Linked DNA regions of Mus musculus: all the other regions are linked to region 1. Evidence: chromatin contacts called from public ChIA-PET, HiChIP or PLAC-seq and promoter capture Hi-C data. All regions are on one chromosome and are shown on one strand. Each heading gives the region's core, a stretch centred on a gene start, on an enhancer-like site or on the middle of the called end of the contact. The rest is flanking DNA. Distances are from core to core; before and after follow the strand shown. Region 1 holds the start of Zfp410 (zinc finger protein 410). Region 2 holds the start of Vsx2 (visual system homeobox 2). Region 3 overlaps Mideas (mitotic deacetylase associated SANT domain protein). Region 4 holds the start of Acot6 (acyl-CoA thioesterase 6).

Region 1 (2,888 bases), core at 113-2,612:
CTCCGAGTGCCAGTGTTAAAGGCCTGTATCCCCATTCTGGGCTTATACTTTGGAGAACTAATAGATATAAACATCACTAAGAGTTTCACTGATGAAAGTGAGTCGGAGTGGTCAGGGCAGAACACTGATCAGTACTCTAGGGGCTCTGAGGTCAATCCCCAATGGTACCTTCCCACAACAAGCCCCAAGTAATCAAGCTCCAGAAAGCTATAGGATTAAGTAAATTAACCAATGGTTATAGACATGACTATTCCAGATATACTGATGTATCACATTTGTTTTCTTAATTTTCTCAACCTTTAGAAAAATAAAACTGGAGATGTTTTCTGAGTATGACTTATGACCACTTTTTTTTTTTACAGTCAATATATTTTAGAGGCAAAACAAATTAGCAGCCACTAAATCAAATTTTGCAGCGTTCTAACCTTGTTTTACATACTTTCTCTGGACCCCAGTTTTTCTTTCTGAACAGTTCTTCATCTCTTCATATAGTGGTAACTGGTAAATCTTTGTTTTTTAATCCTTTCTTAAATTTTAGGATTTTAGCTCCTAGTAAACATCTCCTTGCCACCCCAAGATTTTTGTCCCAGATACTGTGTAGGCCAGTTGTCCTTGTCATGGCCATCCTCAAATGGGATCACAGTCATGCTTCTCAGTGCGCAGGACAAACTGTATCGAGGAAATGTTTTCTCCCGGAACATTTTGTACCAAAACTATGACTCCCTAGCTCATCCAGACTCCTGGCTTATCTCTAACTTGAAAATGAGCGCCTTCAGAGAACATTATATCTCACAGGCACTATCTTTAGTCCCCTACTCTTCCACACCGCATCATGTTTTGTTGTTGTTGTTGTTTTTTGTTTTTTTGGACAAGGTCTCAACTATGTAGCCCTCGTTCACCGGGAACTCCTGGAGTACTGGGATTGCTGGAGTTACAGGCGTGTGCCACCACTGCAGATCTTAAGTTTCATGCAGTCAAACTCGAAAGTTTCAACAAGAACTATTATCCAGCTTGGAACTTAGTTATCTGAGCCCTCAGTCAGTGCATCCAAGATCTCTGGAGAATTCTTAAATGTTTCTAACGCTGTACGTGTGCCTAAATTCACACCCAGTCCTAGGGGCAATGCAAGGCTTGATTTCCAGGTCCCTCTTTGGGCCATGAACATTTCAGGTGCTCTTCATGGGCTTTTGGTGTTTCGGGAGCTGTCACAGGTCCTCAGCTCCGGAGAAAGCTACCCTCCACCCCGCGCCGTCTCACCCATCCCAGCCGCCGCGGCCCCTGCTGAACAGCTCCGCTCAGCGGGAAGGCAGTGACGTCACGGCTAGACTGCACTGACCTGGTTTCAGATTTCGCGGACCTGAGAACCCTGAAGGGCAGACAGGAGGGGACGGGGCGCTGCGGTTCCTCGGCCGGGAGGGAACCCTGTGTGTGTCTCGGGCTGTGTATGCGTGTGTATGTAGCGGGGAGCGAAGGATCGCTCTCAAGCAGCGGCCCAAGAGTCAGCGCCTCCTCCTGAGAAACACCCGCGGGCGGAGAAGAAAGCGAGTGGGTATGTTGATGGGGGGCGGCCAAACTTCCTGTCCCGCTCTGGAGCTGCTTCCGGCGGGAGCCGGAAGACGCCGTGTGTGGACGGGATTCGGGGCTGACTGACGGACGGACGGCTGCCCGAGACTGGAAGGTGAGCTCCAGGCTAGTGTAGCCACCCCCGCTCGGGTAGGTGGTCCCGCCGAGAAAGGAAGCCACTTATGGGGTCTGGGGATCTAGAGCCGGGTTCGCCCCCGAAGGGCGCAAGGAAGCCGTCCCCCCAGACTCCCCCAGGCGTCTAGCGGGCGGGGAGCGACCGGTCCGAAGCCCGGCGGCTGCGGCCCTAACCCCTTTGGGGATCTGGGGCGCACCGTTTCTCCTCCTTTGCTTGTTCTTGAGGGAGGGAGCTTGGAGACCAGCCTGCCCCCCCAGAACGCGGGAGTCAGCGAGTCCCCCGGGCGGAGGCTCCGGACTGCACCCGCGGCTGGGCCCGCCCGCAGACCTAAGGGCCTTCGGCTGAGGCCTTTGTGCTGGCGGGAAGGGTTGACAGCGGTGCCCTGCCCGCGTTTCACCCAGGGCTGCCGGCACCTTTCCTGGGTCCACTCTCTGCCTTGGGCTGGAATAGGGAAGGGACGTCTGCGGACCAGAGCCGGACCTCTGGGGTCTCCTTTGCCTGTCACCTCAGGCCCGTGTGTGGGCAGCGAGTGTTTGCAGCCAGGATGTGTTTTGCTCGTTCAACTTGTTCTCTGAAGTTTCTCAAAAGAAGACGATCCAATTAGTTTATTAAACTTTATCTCACTTGCTCATGAGGCTCTGAGATGTACTTAGGAACCATTTGGGAGTGAAATATTATTGATTTGGGGTTAAGAGTTCATACATTTACATTACATTAGACACAAAGATCAGTGGAACATATGTAAAGAGAATAAAACATAGTTTGAGGTCAAAACGCGCAATTCTGGGTGTTTGGCGTTGAGAAATTACACTTTGTGGCAGATACAGGGCAGCCAAGCATCAGAAAATGTGGTTCTAATTTGAGCTTTGTATCCCAGTAGGTGTCAAATTTAGGTAAATCCCACAATTTCTAAGGTTTTTTTTGGGGGGGCAGTGGGGGGAGGAGTATGTCAGTGAAGAGGTTTACCGTTAAGGGCTGGCCATTATTCTGAGATACTAAACTGCATATGGAGAGTGACAAGCAGAAAGATACTGAGAAATCTAAACAGCATCACAGGAGTCACTTTGGGGTCTGGTTATTATTAATTGCTGGGATTATTAAAACATGTAGGATGAGAGGCACTGCTAGGTAAAATTTGCAGCTGAGTGGGAAGATTGGGCAATAAATAAAAGATAATTCAAGAAGAACA
Region 2 (2,952 bases), core at 274-2,773, 250 kb after region 1:
TCTCTGTGAGTTCAAGTCCAGACTGGCCTATAGACTGAGTTTCAGACAGCCAAAGCTACACAGAGACACCCTGCCTCAAAAACAACAAAAACAAAAACCCTAAACCAACCAACCAACAACAAAAACAAAAAACAAAACAAAAGCAATCCCCCTGCCTCATCATATGTTCTATATAGTGGATAGAGAAGCCCCCCAATTAATAAAGTGATCTCCAGTTCTGGGAGGGCAACAAGGAGCTAAACTGAAGGTCTAGAATGTGTATGGGACACATGTTCTCCTTGGCTCCTGACACTTAGACCACACTCCAGTCTGAGATATGAAGCAAGGATATTTGAAACACCAGTCCCCACGCCTCCAACTCCAGGTGACTCTCCCAGCCCGCCTGAGCAGGATGCTTCTCACCACACTTCAGCTGTCCCCACTGAGTGCCCTTCTGAAGCCTCTGGAGAAGCAGGCAGTCAAGGGCCCCCAGCAGCTGGGAAAAGCGGCTCCTTTTTAGTTACTCCCCGCTCCCTTCTTCTGCATGGGGCGATCACAGCTTCACACCCTGCCTCTCTGGTTTACTGCAGAACCTCAGGCTTTTGGCTCGAAGCTGCGAGGTACTTGATCCTTACTGACTGTTGGACAGAATAAATACAATCTTCGAGGGAAGCACTCCACGCTCATTCTCTGAGGACGTTTAGAAAGACAGCTGGATAGTCAAGTCGGCCCCCAAATGAAATCCCAGCCCTCGGGAGGACAGTACAGGAGAATGTTGAGTTTGAGAACAACCCAGACCATATAGAGGTCCTGTCTTAAACCACAAGGAAAAAAGAGGTGGCGTGGTGGGGGCGGGGTGGTGGTGGTGGAGTAAGGAGGACTGGATAAGGATAGGAGGGGAGGAAGGCCCCATATTTGTTGTCAACGAAAACCCTCTCTGTTTCTCTTTCCCACGAGGGCTCGATCCTAACCCTGATCCCTTTAACGTGGGCCAGTATTTATTGAACAGCTCTTCTGAAATGAACATAATGTCCCGTGCTGGGGAGATAACTCTACCCACACATCTCCCTCTGCACAGCTAAGCACCTTTCTGTATTCTCATGCCCAGCGCTCGGTCCAGGGCCCTCCAGCCTTCCTTGTCCCGTGTCTGAGTCTATTTGAGGCTGCTTAGTTAAGGGAGGGGGAGAGGTCTCCTAGCCTTTGCGTTCAGACCATCCCCACACCCCCAACCCTACCCCAGGGATCTGTCGCAGCTAACCTAGGCACTGGTCCCAGCCAGGTTATACAGCTCAAAACCGCTATCCACGGTATCTCCTGGAATAACCCCAAACCTGGCTGTTTCACCTCTGTCCCTGCAAGGGCACCCTGCAGAGCCCACCACACTTGGGCCTGCTGCGCCCTGGCCCCTCGATACCGGTGGCGGCGGGAGCTGCCAGCTTTTTGGAATTCCTAATCGCTCCTGGCCCTGGTGATTGGCTGTTCAGCTCTGACCCCACTTGGGCTGCCGCCTGGTTGGATAAAAAGGGAATCTCCTTGGGGCTCCAGAGCATTAGACACCGGAGGGGGCACCTGGGACCAACTTCACGAAGCGGGGAGCCCGGCGGGGGGGCTTGGGGGAGCAAAAGACCCGCGGCCTCAGCCCCTCCAAAGAACCGGGAGATGACGGGGAAAGCGGGGGAAGCGCTGAGCAAGCCCAAATCCGAGACAGTGGCCAAGAGTACCTCGGGGGGCGCCCCGGCCAGGTGCACAGGGTTCGGCATCCAGGAGATCCTAGGCTTGAACAAGGAGCCTCCCAGCTCCCACCCGCGGGCTGCCCTCGACGGCCTGGCCCCTGGGCATTTGTTAGCTGCGCGCTCCGTTCTCAGCCCGGCAGGAGTGGGCAGCATGGGGCTGCTGGGGCCCGGGGGACTTCCCGGCTTCTACACACAGCCCACCTTCTTGGAAGTGCTGTCCGATCCGCAGAGCGTCCACTTGCAGCCACTAGGCAGAGCGTCGGGGCCGCTGGACACCAGCCAGACGGCCAGCTCCGGTAGGTGAGGGGCGAGGCTGCTCGCCTGCTACACTGCTTGGGAAAGTCACAGTCGGGAGCTGTAGGATCTCGCCTGAGAGCCCCCGACCTCCCCCGGGAGGAAAAGTTCCTGCAGGACAAGGGGTCTCATGCTAGGCCTAAAGTCAACGGGTCCCCGACTAGCGACCCAAACTCCAAGGGTTTTCAGATTCATCTTGTCCGACCCCTGCTCAGTTCTTGGGACCTAGTGTCAGTCCATGCTCTATCGAATATCTGGGTTGGGGCCCCAGTGGATGTTGGCTCCGGGTAGCTGAATCCTTGGCGCATCCTTTTCCTTGGGCCCTAGCTTCACTGCTCCACCGAGGTTCGGGCCTTGGGCAGGACCTGCGCTTCTGAAGCCCGATGCTGTTCCTACTTGTCCCTGTGTCCAAAGTTGCCCCCCTCCCGGTTCCTCCCAGTTTCTGTATTGCTGTACCAAACCCCTACCTATATTGCTTAGCTAAGGTTCGATTTCCTCCCGCTACGAACTGGGAAAATCAAGCCACCATGGTACCCAGAGGGCAGCCATCAGATCTAACCTAAGCGGCACCGGTGTACCGGATCCCGATTTTTATCTGGCTCGAGGACCCTGGATGAGCCTCCTTTCGCCCCGTCAGGGCCACTTCCCTGGCGGTGTGCTCTAGCTCGCCGGTTCTCAGTATTTCCCCAGATTTTTCCTGCCATGATAATGTATTAAATGAAGCAGGACAATGAAAAGTGGTTCATCGCAGGCTCTCTGAACTCGAACAGAAAAACATTTTTGTGGGTGCCCCAAAAGAGACAGCGAACCCGCAGTCTCCAGTCCTTTCCGGAACCCCAGCTCCCGTGCAACAGCCCTGTAATCCTTGGGTCAACTTTTGGATCTGGGAGTTGGAGCTGTTGGCGGAGGGGAAGATCTCGAAGCTTGGAGCACCGCCGGGGGTACC
Region 3 (3,029 bases), core at 51-2,550, 140 kb before region 1:
ACGTGACCCCTAGATATGAGCACCAGTGTCCCCCTGCCTCAAGTCACTCATGGGGGCCAGGGATCATGGGGCAGCTGCCAGCAAGACAGCAGGATCAGGTGTCCTCGCTCTTCCTGTCCCACCACCTCCTGGCTAGACTCTCGTCTGCTGCATTTGGTTGTGTAACTCGGAACCCTCTAAAGACACAGACCAAGGGGCCAAGTGGGGCTGACATGTTGCCTAAGCTCCAAGTCAAACGGGGAAAAGGGAAAGCAAAAGCCAAACTGAGAACCTTGTCCTATTAAACTATAAACTAGGCTGGGGCACAGTGCAGCCCAGGTCTGTTCCTTCCCACATGACTGTCTACACAATAGCTCCAGACCCAGAAGAATTCCCCTAAGGTCACTGCTCCCCTCCACCTAAAGAAGAGCAAGTTAGGGGACAGGGACTATTCCCAGCATAGCCACCCATCCTCTGTCACACCAGGCTCTTGCAAAGCCCACAGGGCCCATAGAGTTAGGCTTGCAGCCTTTTATGCCGAAGCACGTAGGTGAGGCCCCACCCCTGGGAAGAGTTGCTGGGTGGGGCTCTGGCTGCTGAAATCTTTCTCAAACTAACACAGAACCTGTTTTGCAACCCTGGCTGGATGTGGGCCCAATTTAGTCTAGTAGCTGGTCAGCAGCTGTTGCTGGCTACCACCGCCGTCCCCTCCACTGTTAAAGAGTGCCTAGCCAGAGCAGAGTCTAACTCAAATAGGAACGGTGCAGAGTTCTAGACCTCAGGCCCTCGAGACTGCCTATGATGGAAAGTGTTCAGTTGTTTTGCTTTGCCATATTTTGAGGATGGTGTTGCTGGGATAGGGGCTTTATTCATGCTAAGCACATGTTGAACAAGTGAGCCAGACTCCCCACCCCACTCTAAGCTGATGTCTAAAGTGACAGTTACACTGACATTGCTACAGAATAGAATCCAGGCCTGTATTTTACAACATGCATAGCTGCTTGCTGTGTTGTTAAGTTTTTGTTCTTCAGATAAAATTTTGTTTATTTGTTTAGTTAGTTTGTCTCCCTCTGGGAAGTTGGTAAGAGTAGGAGGTATACAAGCCCACCTCTTTGCCAAGACTCTGACCCTGGGTCACTAAGGTGGAAAGGCTAGAGGTGGGCAAGGATGAATCTGCAGATCCTGGTAGGCTCAGATACCACAGAGATTATGATAGCAGGTGGGGCAGTTCCCAGAAAACCAGCAGCAAAGAACAGACCTGGCGTCATAAGTCCTGCCCACGAGAAGCCCCGCCCACACCGAGCCCCGGTTCTCCTCCCAGGCTCTCCGTGCTATCGCTGCTCCGCACGTTTCCGCAGCTCCAGCCCGGGCTCCCTCCCGGACTGGCCTGCCTGCCTGCCAGCCTGGCCGCTTGACTCACTGGAGGCCCCCTCCCTTTCTTTCACTTTCACCCAGCACCCAGAAGGGGAGCAACTTCCTCCACCATTTCCTTCCTCAGCTCCTGGGCCTGGTAGACAGCGCGAGCTTTAGCCCAGGAGAACGGCGAGAGAGCTCTAAGTCCGTGCACTCCTTTGTTTTCATTTGTGGAAATCGCAGGGACAGACGGACTGAGGACACTGAGTCACCCTAGCACCAGCAGGAAGGGAAGGATTTGGACAAGCGCTCAGGGCTGGAGACCCTCTTTGAACAAATCTTTCTCATGCTTTTTAAACCCCCTTCCTTGGGTAGCCAGACCAATTCACAACAGAGAACTGAAAGCCAGCCAGAGATGGAAAATCCCCTGGGGCCTCCATGATGAAGCTGAAGGGTGGGACTTCGAGTTCCACCTCTCCGAGGGAGACCCAAGCCTGGCAAAACTAGAAATACGTGTGTGTGTGTGTGTGTGTGTGTGTGTGTGTGTGTGTGTGCGCGCAGCAAGGCAGAGGAAGAAAAAAAAAAGGCAGGGAGGAGACAGGACAGAGGGAAGCCCAGCAGGCCACGTGCCTCTAGGGAGCTGCAAGCTCAGGGATGCTCACAGGCACTCAGGATGCCTGTCGCCTGGGAGTCACAGCATGGGCTTTGGGGGCCTGCAACAGGGGAAGGCCCACGTGGCAGGCAGGCATGGGTGCACGTGCAGACAGGTTCCTGTCAGAGGGGGCCTAGGCAGGGGATGGCTATTCAGTGCCCGGCTTGGGGGTTTAGAGGGCAGAAGGCGGAGTCTGGGTCCGGAGCTCCAGAATATGGAAGCTCTTGCCCATGGGTGTGTGCGGTAGCAGGGGAGATTAAATCTGAGGGTGGATCAAGCTGTTTTTCTTCCTACCCTGCACACCAGGGAGAGCCCATCAACTCAGCATATACCATGATAGGGGAGACTTGCTCTGAACAAGAGGCTGGTTTGGGGAACGGTGGAATCACCCCATAAGCTTCCTGCTGCAGAAATCCCCACAACTCCCTGGCCTGCCAAGCAGGAGGCAAACGTGCAGGCCTAAGAGAAGAGGAAGCTGGAAGGACCACCATGGCAGCCAAGCTCTAAGTAGCCCTAATAATAACAATGTAGCCGGCTTGTCTGTGTCAAGAGTGTCCAAAGTACTTTGTATTTTTTAAAGCCTTGTATCAAGCACCAATAGTTTAACTCCCATTTTGTAGGTAAGCTAGATAAGGCTTACAGGAACAAGGTAATTTGCCTACAGTCACACATGATTATGTCACCAGGACTTGAAGCCAGGCATGTCACACACAAGATGAAATCCTCAACACACACCAGTCTGATCTTAGGCCCCATACACTTACCTTTCCTTAGGTCAGGGCTTGCTGGACACTGCTCTTCACTAGCTCTGGCCAGAAGCAACCCTCTCCCACCCTCTTTAAACATGACTGAGACCCTCAATCTCCAGAGAAGCAGGGAAGGAGCCTCGCCACAAAGAGGAGGCAAGTATCAGGTCCAGCTGCAGGAGTCGTGACATCTGTACTGGCTAGGCGGGCCCACCTCAAACCTAGGTTCTCTAACCCTGGCACTTCTGGTCTGCTGTGGTGGGGCTTTGAGCTCTCAGAGTAGGGGTGGGAGGGAGTGT
Region 4 (2,748 bases), core at 223-2,722, 220 kb before region 1:
CCTGGAACTCACTCTAGACCAGGCTGGCCTCGAACTCAGAGACCCAGCTGCTTCAGAGCTCCAGCTGCCACTGCCTCCCGAGTATTGAAATTAAAGGCATGCACCACTATCACCCGGCATCGGGTGATAGAAACTCCATATCCACTGCCCCTGTAAGACTAGGTAGAAACTTTAACTCCATGTTGGTGAATGGAGTGAGTTACAGCAGGGGTGGGTCATCTCTAGTTCTCTCTTTGAAGGATGAGTGTGGCCTTTTTTCTTGTGTGCTTTGTTCCATCTGTGTGTGTTTGTTTAAAACAGGATCTTGCTATGCAACCCAGGCTTGCTTTGAATTACAATTATTGGGGTTCAGGAATTGCCACTCAAACCAAACTAACAGTGACCTCAGTTAAGCAAGAGTAGCTTATTGAACGCACACCTTAATACTGGGCATCCAGTACTGCAAAAGGGACTTGTTGGGAACTTAACTGCAGTCCAGTCTGCTCTCACAGTAGACTTTTTATAGGAAAAACCAGGTTCAAAAGTTCAAAGGGCAAGGAGGGGAGCAGTTGGTTTACTAGACAAAGTATTATCAGCTAACCTTTAAGCTGATTGGTGCTGAGTAAGGTAGGGTAGGTGGTGGATGGGTGGTGAACAGGGGAATTTCAGAGTACTGAGATAACAGCATGCGTATTATAGTCACAACTTTGGGGCTTATTAGTAGCATTCTTCAGTGTCAGTTATGAAAACCAGAGTGACCTCATTTCATAGGCGCAGGAAGGGCTACCTGGTGGTTATTTTAAACATAACAGTTCATATTGACCTTTGATTTAATGGGTCCTACATAAAGCTTTCTGAAATTTCTTTTTTTTAAAAAAATATTTATTTATTTATTTATTTTATGTATGTGAGTTCACTGTCACTATCCTCAGACACACCAGAAGAGGGCCTTGAATCTCATTAGAGATGGTTGTGAGCCACCATGTGGTTGCTGGGAATTGAACTCAGGACCTCTGGAAGAACAGTCAGTTCTTAACCACTGAGCCATCTCTCCAGCCCCATGTAATTTCTTAAGAGTAGCAAATCTCATTCAGAAAATACAGAACAAAACAGGGTATGTGGTCACATGTCCTTGAGCCAAGTCACTTCTCTGTGTCAGTGACTGGCAGGCATGTTACAGCAATAATATGAAATAGCTGGCAGGCATAGAACAGAATGGCTACAACTATTCTGCAGGGGGGTGGGGGGGATGGGGGACGGGGAGTGTCAGCCTAACACAATGATCCTCCTGTGTCTGAGTCATTACACCCAATTTGAGTGCTGTTAGCTTTCCACTACTGTATGACAGGAGATTGAATATGGGCCCCTCCAACGTAGACTTCCCGGACTTCAAAACTGTAAGACATAAATCTCTGTTCTTTATAAAGTATCTAGCCTTTCATATTTCCCTAAAGTAGAAAAAAAAAAAGGCCTAAAATAAAAGTAATACAGTATTTTAAAGTTGTTTGTTTTTATAGAAAGCTACTACTGAATCCACGCAAAGGGCCAGACTTTGCCTCGATCTTATTCATCTAGTGTCACCGCCTATCCTCAACACCACGTGAGCAGAATCCTCTGTCCTGGCAGAGCTCCGCTGCTACTTTGACTTCACACATCTTTCCTGTATAGAGTCAGCCGGTTTTCTGTTCCTGTCTTGTCTGAGGCACGGGAGCCAGGGGTCGGGAACTCCCAGAGACGCACCAGGTCGGCTCCACAGCAGGCCAGGCTCCGCTCCGGACTCGCGTGGCGCTCCCCGAGGCCTCCAGCTCCTAATGGCGGCGACACTGAGCGTGGAGCCCGCGGGCCGCAGCTGCTGGGACGAACCGCTGAGCATCGCCGTGCGCGGCCTGGCCCCCGAGCAGCCCGTCACGCTGCGCTCTGTCCTGCGCGACGAGAAGGGCATGCTCTTCCGAGCCCACGCGCGCTACCGCGCGGACTCCCACGGCGAGCTGGACCTGGCGCGCACGCCCGCGCTGGGCGGCAGCTTCTCGGGGCTCGAGCCCATGGGGCTGCTCTGGGCCATGGAGCCCGATCGGCCTTTCTGGCGCCTGATCAAGCGCGATGTGCAGATACCCTTCGTGGTGGAGCTGGAGGTGCTGGACGGACACGAGCCGGATGGCGGGCAGCGGCTGGCGCGGGCGGTGCACGAGCGTCACTTCATGGCTCCCGGGGTGCGGCGCGTGCCCGTGCGCGAGGGCCGGGTGCGCGCCACGCTCTTCCTGCCCCCAGGTGAGCAGCTCTCCACCCACCTACCCACCCGGTTCCTAAGCTCACAGCCTAGTCTATTTTTTGGTCCTGAATAGACTCCATGTAGGGTCTGTCACATAACTGTAACTTTAGTAACCTTGTCCCCACTCTCCAAATTCTCTCAATCTTCTTTAAGAGTAAATTTTCTACCAAGTTTCCTTCCCTTTAAGACACCATGAATTCCTCAACTATATGCTGAAGAGGGAGTGCAACTTGAAATCCACTAAATGCCAGCCACACGAGGGAGGGAGTACTGATAACTTATGCCTGTAGTAAGAGTGACTTTTGCCTCCTTTCACATCAAACTTTCAAAGAGCCTTTAACCCACAAATGAAGACAATGTTCCCTAACCATTAAAGCGCACAAAAATGTTTACTACAAAACCTTTCCCTACCATAAACATGCTGGTGGTGGTTTTCAACCTAGAGTTATCCTTGCCCCTTCATGAGGACATTTGGCAATATCTGCAGAGTTTTGTGCTTG

What was found. ChIA-PET counts read pairs in DNA pulled down with a chosen protein or histone mark. HiChIP or PLAC-seq counts read pairs in DNA pulled down with a chosen protein or histone mark. Capture Hi-C pulls out chosen DNA fragments and counts their contacts.
Region 2: a contact with region 1 is called in an H3K4me3 HiChIP or PLAC-seq map of bone marrow-derived macrophages, with 2.0 times the contacts expected there. The contact joins the promoter of Vsx2 here to the promoter of Zfp410 in region 1. A contact is called at or near these places in 4 of 115 datasets of contacts at active chromatin or transcription factors (bone marrow-derived macrophages, embryonic stem cells and trophoblast stem cells).
Region 3: an RNA polymerase II ChIA-PET map of effector CD8 T cells shows a contact between it and region 1, with 67 read pairs. The contact joins the enhancer-like site here to the promoter of Zfp410 in region 1. A contact is called at or near these places in 3 of 39 promoter capture datasets (hippocampal neurons, neural stem cells and neutrophils), 2 of 15 datasets of contacts at CTCF or cohesin (large pre-B cells and pro-B cells), 8 of 484 Hi-C or Micro-C datasets (CD4 T cells, CD8 T cells, the N1E-115 cell line and 3 more), 24 of 115 datasets of contacts at active chromatin or transcription factors (the SCID.adh cell line, bone marrow-derived macrophages, craniofacial prominence and 19 more) and 4 of 9 other capture datasets (adipose tissue, embryonic stem cells, liver and 1 more).
Region 4: a contact with region 1 is called in a promoter capture Hi-C map of adipose tissue. The contact joins the promoter of Acot6 here to the promoter of Zfp410 in region 1. A contact is called at or near these places in 2 of 39 promoter capture datasets (neural stem cells and neutrophils), 7 of 115 datasets of contacts at active chromatin or transcription factors (effector CD8 T cells, embryonic hindbrain, embryonic stem cells and 3 more) and 3 of 9 other capture datasets (adipose tissue, liver and pancreatic islet).

What each region holds. Positions count from the first base shown.
Region 1 is chr12:84,315,497-84,318,384 of GRCm38.p6, forward strand. Zfp410 (zinc finger protein 410) reads left to right here and starts at 1,363. Exons shown (of 12, transcript NM_144833.4): 1 at 1,363-1,678. Ptgr2 (prostaglandin reductase 2) reads left to right here. Exons shown (of 10, transcript NM_029880.3): 10 at 1-336.
Region 2 is chr12:84,568,305-84,571,256 of GRCm38.p6, forward strand. Vsx2 (visual system homeobox 2) reads left to right here and starts at 1,524. Exons shown (of 5, transcript NM_007701.3): 1 at 1,524-2,008. The coding sequence starts at 1,639.
Region 3 is chr12:84,174,456-84,177,484 of GRCm38.p6, forward strand. The region is part of intron 1 of Mideas (mitotic deacetylase associated SANT domain protein); the gene reads right to left. Among named protein-coding and RNA genes, the nearest start is that of Gm40475, 13 kb to the left of the region's middle. RefSeq lists an enhancer at 1,236-2,288. Within about 2 kb of position 1,301, at least 414 of the 459 cell types and tissues checked have an H3K27ac peak or open chromatin away from gene starts, as enhancers often do. A contact at or near this core is called in CD8 T cells, the N1E-115 cell line, the SCID.adh cell line and 27 more, where this site is marked.
Region 4 is chr12:84,099,182-84,101,929 of GRCm38.p6, forward strand. Acot6 (acyl-CoA thioesterase 6) reads left to right here and starts at 1,473. Exons shown (of 3, transcript NM_172580.1): 1 at 1,473-2,247. The coding sequence starts at 1,791.